2 separate regions of the Mus musculus genome follow, and region 1 is linked to region 2. The links are chromatin contacts, called in public HiChIP or PLAC-seq maps. All regions are on one chromosome and are shown on one strand. The core of a region is the stretch at or near the end of the contact, and the rest is flanking DNA. Distances in the headings are between cores, read along the strand shown. Region 1 has its middle 14 kb from the start of Med18. Region 2 holds the start of Atpif1 (ATPase inhibitory factor 1).

Region 1 (2,700 bases), core at 133-2,632, 85 kb after region 2:
GGAACCAGGTAATATTTACAGTAAAGATAGAACAGCCCTGCCTAGGATCAGCTAATGACAGCTAAGGATTTCACACCCTAGTCACAATTTGTGCTACGCCTTTGGGCCTTGTGAAAGCTAGCACCAGGGGGTTCTGCTCTAGCAGACCTTCTCATGAATAATGCAATATCACAACTCCCCCTATTTCCTAGGCCTTGATAAATTCTTATATATGAAGGCAACTTGGCTGTACTTTTGAGTATTTGTAGGGAATCTCCATTTGTCAGAAGAATTCACCAACTTGCTTCTAATATGCAATGTAGCCTACTATACCTGGCTGTAGTGAAGATTCTAAGTATACTTTGCTAAGCTTGCCCTGAAATATCTAACTCTTATGTAGTAAAATACTGTAAGAAAGCATGTAAGACGCTCCACGATATTGCAGGGACAAATCTGGGGCATTTTAGCTATGGGAATGCTATGGTTCCAGGAGGCTGAGTTTCCTTGAAGCTCTTTGCCTCAGGACTGCTTCCAGGTTTTTAGGCCTGCCAAGCGAGTCACTACTGCAGTGGATGTAGCATTTGCAATGTGTATATGTATATATGTGCATTAAGTATATGTGCATATGTGTATTTCTATATATGTGTACATGTGTATATGTGTATGGTGTATGTGTGTACATGTGTATGGTGTATGTGTGTATGTGTGTATATGTGTATGGTGTATGTGTGTATATGAGTATATGTGTATGGTGTAGAGTGTATATGTGTATATGTGTAGGGTGTAGGGTATATGTGTGTATGTGTGTATATGTGCATATGTGTATTTGTATATATGTGTACATGTGTATATGTGTATGGTGTATGTGTGTACATGTGTATGGTGTATGTGTGTATGTGTGTATATGTGTATGGTGTATGTGTGTATATGAGTATATGTGTATGGTGTAGAGTGTATATGTGTATATGTGTAGGGTGTAGGGTGTATGTGTGTATGTGTATATGTGTGTATATGTGCATATGTGTATATGTATATATGTGTAAATAGAGGCAGGTCTCTGTGAATCTGAGGCCATCCAGCTTGGTCTGCAGAGTGAGTTCCAGGACAGAGAAACCCTGTATTGAAGAAGAAGAAGAAGAGGAAGAAGAAGAAGAAGAAGAAGAAGAAGAAGAAGAAGAAGAAGAAGAAGAAGAAGAAGAAGAAATATATGTGTGTATATATTTAGTATTTAGGCTGGTTTAAATAAAGATGCAGGGGTCATCACAATGGCTCATCGGGTAATTGTGTCAAGCCTGGTGACCTGAGTTAAGTCCCTGGGACCCACACGGTAGGAGAAAACCTACTCCCAGAAGTTGTCCTCTGACTTCCACATGCACACTGTGGTATGTGTACACACACTCACCACACCCAGAAATGACTCAGCTGGATTGAGGATCTAGCTGAGTTCGCAGAGCACTTGTGTTGCATGCAGAAGGCCCTGGGTTTGATCCTTGCCTTATGCCTATAATTCCAGCACTTGAGAGATGATGGATATAGAAAGAGCAGAAGCCCAAGGGCATTCTTAGCTATACAGGGAGTTGAAGGTCAGCCTAAGCTGCATGAAGGCCTGTCTCGAAAAGAAAAAAGAGGGTAGGAGAGATGGCTCAGAGGTTAAGAGCACTGACTGCTCTTCCAGAGGTCCTGAGTTCAATTCCCAGCAACCACATGGTGCCTCACAAACATCTGTAATGGAATTTGATGCCCTCTTCTGGTGTGTCTGAAGTCAGCTACAGCGCACTCGGGAACATAAAATAAATAAATTAATCAATCTTAAAAACAAAAAACAAAAAAAAACCCAAATCTCTCAGCATTTAGTGCTCCAATTTATGTTTAGAATATTTCATTTTCAAGTTATTTATTTACTTATTTGTGGTGTGTATGTGTGTGTGTGTTTGTGTGTGTGTGTGTGTGTGTGTATTAAATTTTCATATAATAATAGGCCTAAGTAACACACCCAAGTGAGGGATGTGTTGTCTCCAGAATCCAAATAGGCCCACTAAACGTTGTGCTTCTTTCTTGGTTGTAGGAGGGGCCAGGTGCAATAACTTATCTTTCACCTTAGAAGGAATATCTCTGCATGCCCCACACCACTGGACTCCTAAGAATTTCACTGAGGTAGATGGTCCTTGAATTTTGGTTGGATTTATTTCCCATCCTCTGATACGCATATGTGTTACCAATGAGTCCAAAGTGGTTGCTACTTCCTGCTCACTTGTTCCAATCAGCATAATGTCATCAATATAGTGCACCAATGTGATATTTTGTGGAAGATCCAAACGATCAAGATCCCTTCTAACTAAATTATGACACAGGGCAGGAGAGTTAATATATCCTTGAGGCAAAACTGTGAAGGTATACTGTGTGTACGTGTATGTCTCAGGTGTCCTCAGAGGCCAGAAGAGGATGCTAGACCCTGTGGTGGCAGAGTTACAGTTGGTTGAGAGTCATCCAATATGGGAACTGGGAACTGAGCTCAGGTCCTCTGGTAGAGCTACAGGCAGTCTTAACCACTGAGCCATCTCTCCAGCCCCCCTTTCTAGCGTTTTGTTTTTCTCTGTGAGACAAAGTCTCACACATGATATAGCTTCAGCTGGCCTAGAACTGGATATGTAGATCAGGCTGACTGCAAACTCATGGAGATTTCCCAGTCTCTCCTTCCCAAGTGCTGGGATTAAGTCCATG
Region 2 (2,700 bases), core at 101-2,600:
AATGCAAAATATGCTAACAATGTGAAGGAAAAAAATATTTCCTAACATAAAAAAAAAATTTTTTTTTTGTTTTTGTTTTTTGAGACAGGGTTTCTCTGTGTAGCCCTGGCTGTCCTGGAACTCATTCTATAGACCAGCCTGGCCCTGAACTCAGAAATCCGCCTGCCTCTGCCTCCCAAGTGCTGAATTAAAGGCATGAACCACCATCGCCCGGCTTACAAGTATTCTTATAAGCACAAGAGATAATGGCTCTGGTCCCAGCACTTTGGAGGCTGAAGCAAGAGGGTCCAACCTGGGCTACCAGAAAGTACTTAATTCGAAAACGACTGCTTTATAATTTTCAAGCTGCTTTTTTATACACGAAACCCTTTAATCGTCGTGAAAACTCTTACAATGTTAACTTGCCAGTGTGGGAACTGATGTCTTGAAATTTCAACAGCAGTTAGGCTAATTGCCTTGCGAGAACGCAATATGTGGGCCTCTGACGCCAGATAGCTAACTTTAACTCAGTTTATTCATTCATTTAATCAACGGATATATGCGAAACATCCACCACGCATTAGGCACTGGCGATGCAAATGTCAACAAGGCTCAGAGCAAGTTCACTCCTGTCCTACCTGACACCAAGAACGTATGCACCCTCTTAAGAGGTTCGTCATGTTAAAGATGGAGGGTTCACATACGCATTCTTGTCCCGATGAACAGTGCTCAGCACTGATAAGACCGCAGAAATCGCCACTCGCACAATTCATGGCAGAGGAGTGGGACAAGGGCCTCCTTCCTGTTTACAAATAAAAGTGGGTGCGCCGCAGCTCGGCCTCCGCCAGCCGGAGACTCCACCGCCAGCAGGCTGCACCGCGCGACCAGCAGCTCGCCGGGCCCCTCTCCGGGTCTGGGTCCACAGGCCCAGCCGCCCCGCCGCGTTCCGGGGACCTCAGTAGCCACAGTGGCGGTCGCGCATGCACTCCGCAGCCGATCCGCAGTCCCCAGGCCAGACGGCGCGGGCCAACGGTCCCAGGAGGCGCCTCGCCGGCCCCAGCCGCGGCGGACGAAGCCGGAGCACGGTCGTCCTAAGGCCACCATCCTTACTCCGGGCTCACCTCACTGTAGAAGGTCATAAATGCCTCCTCTGTGCTGCCTCCGCCACCCGAAGCACCACTCTCTCCCGAAGCCGCCATTTTCCCGGCTAACCACCACGTGACCGTTCTGCGCAAGCGCAGCCTCACGTAACCACCCAAGCCCGCCTTCCCGGACTCCCCGCCCGCCAGCTGAACTTAAAGGGGCCGAGACCTCTTTTTTTTTTTTTTCGGTTTTAGTTTTGGTTTTTCAGAATAAGGATAAAGTTTCATAGTGTTGCCCTGGTTGTCTCCAGTCTCTGACAGAAAGAAATCTGTTGTCTCTGGATATACCTATTATTATTCTGGACATTTCCCATGGATGGAATCTACTTATACAATTCTTATTTAGGTTTTTTTCATGTGACAGTTTTTTGGTTTTTTTGACCCAGGATTTCTCTGTGTAGCCTTGGTTGTCCTGGAATTCTCTCTGTAGACCAGGCTGACCTCAAACTCACAGAGATCTACATGACTCCCTGGAGTGCTGGAACTGGCCTGGGTAACCACCATGTACCAGTTTTTTAAGAGTTTATCCCAGTGGAGCCTATCCTGGTACTCCAGAGGCAGAGGTAGGCAGATCTTCTGAGTTTGGGGCCAGCCTAGTCTCTATAGTAAGTTTCAGGACAGCCAGGCCTGTGAAAAAAAAACTGTCAAAAAAATTTTTTTTTTTTTTACTGCATTTTATGGTGGCATCCAATTCCTCAAAGGTATGTCTATGCTATGATTTGTTGACCTCTTCAGTAGTTCAACATTTGGGGTCTTCTCACCTTTGGACCACTGTGAAATAGTATTATGAAGCTGGACATATGCCTGTAACCCCAACTCTGGGGAGGTGGAGACGGAAAGATGAGAAATTGGCTTCTTCACTGCGAGTTTGAGGCCATCCCGAGTTACAACAGATCTCATTGAGGTAGGGACAAAATCGGAAAATGGGATGGAAGCAATTATGAGCATGCATGTATAAGGATCTGTGCTTGGAGTTTGTTATTTAATTTTTAAAATTATACTTACTTATTAGTGGGGGCACAGTGTCACAATGCACATGGAGAGGTCAGGGAGAACAACTTTCAAGAGTCCGTTCTCTCCTTTCACCATTGGGGCCCAGCACTAGCCCTATGTGTGGGGGGCGGGGGGGGTGCGGGGGGGGAGTGTATGGGGGGGTGTGGGTGTTTATTCGTTTGTTTCTGAAAACAGGATCTTGTTATGAAGCCCTGGCTGGCCCAGAATTCCCTTTGTCGAATAGGCTAGATTAAGCTAGATTAAGCTCTTCCTGTGTGCCTCAGGAGTGCTGGGATTACAGGTTTGTACCACCAGTTCGCTTGATGTTCTTTTCAGTGTCCTTGTAGCCCGTCACCAAGTTATTAGGTCCATTCACCGACACATTGATACAGTTCAAAATTACTAATTCACTACCTACTAAGGCTCTGATGGCTTCACAAAGTAAACTGTGAGAAAGAACTCAGAAGCAAGGATAAAAAAAAATTGCTGTCAGGATGACTAGGAAGGTCAAAGAAGGGTTTCTCTGAGAAAGTGACATTTAAGGTGAGAGAAGGCACTGCAGTGGCAATATAACCAAAGAACAAGA

Evidence for each region. HiChIP or PLAC-seq counts read pairs in DNA pulled down with a chosen protein or histone mark.
Region 1: a contact with region 2 is called in an H3K4me3 HiChIP or PLAC-seq map of bone marrow-derived macrophages, with 2.2 times the contacts expected there. The contact joins the enhancer-like site here to the promoter of Atpif1 in region 2. A contact is called at or near these places in 1 of 484 Hi-C or Micro-C datasets (bone marrow-derived macrophages), 6 of 115 datasets of contacts at active chromatin or transcription factors (the SCID.adh cell line, bone marrow-derived macrophages, embryonic stem cells and 1 more) and 3 of 9 other capture datasets (adipose tissue, liver and pancreatic islet).

What each region holds. Positions count from the first base shown.
Region 1 is chr4:132,448,658-132,451,357 of GRCm38.p6, reverse strand. No RefSeq gene overlaps it. Among named protein-coding and RNA genes, the nearest start is that of Med18, 14 kb to the left of the region's middle. Within about 2 kb of position 1,382, at least 4 of the 459 cell types and tissues checked have an H3K27ac peak or open chromatin away from gene starts, as enhancers often do. A contact at or near this core is called in bone marrow-derived macrophages, where this site is marked.
Region 2 is chr4:132,534,064-132,536,763 of GRCm38.p6, reverse strand. It overlaps Atpif1 (ATPase inhibitory factor 1), which reads left to right and starts at 1,350. Exons shown (of 4, transcript NM_007512.4): 1 at 1,350-2,025. Dnajc8 (DnaJ heat shock protein family (Hsp40) member C8) reads right to left here and starts at 1,205. Exons shown (of 9, transcript NM_172400.3): 1 at 1,101-1,205. The coding sequence starts at 1,178.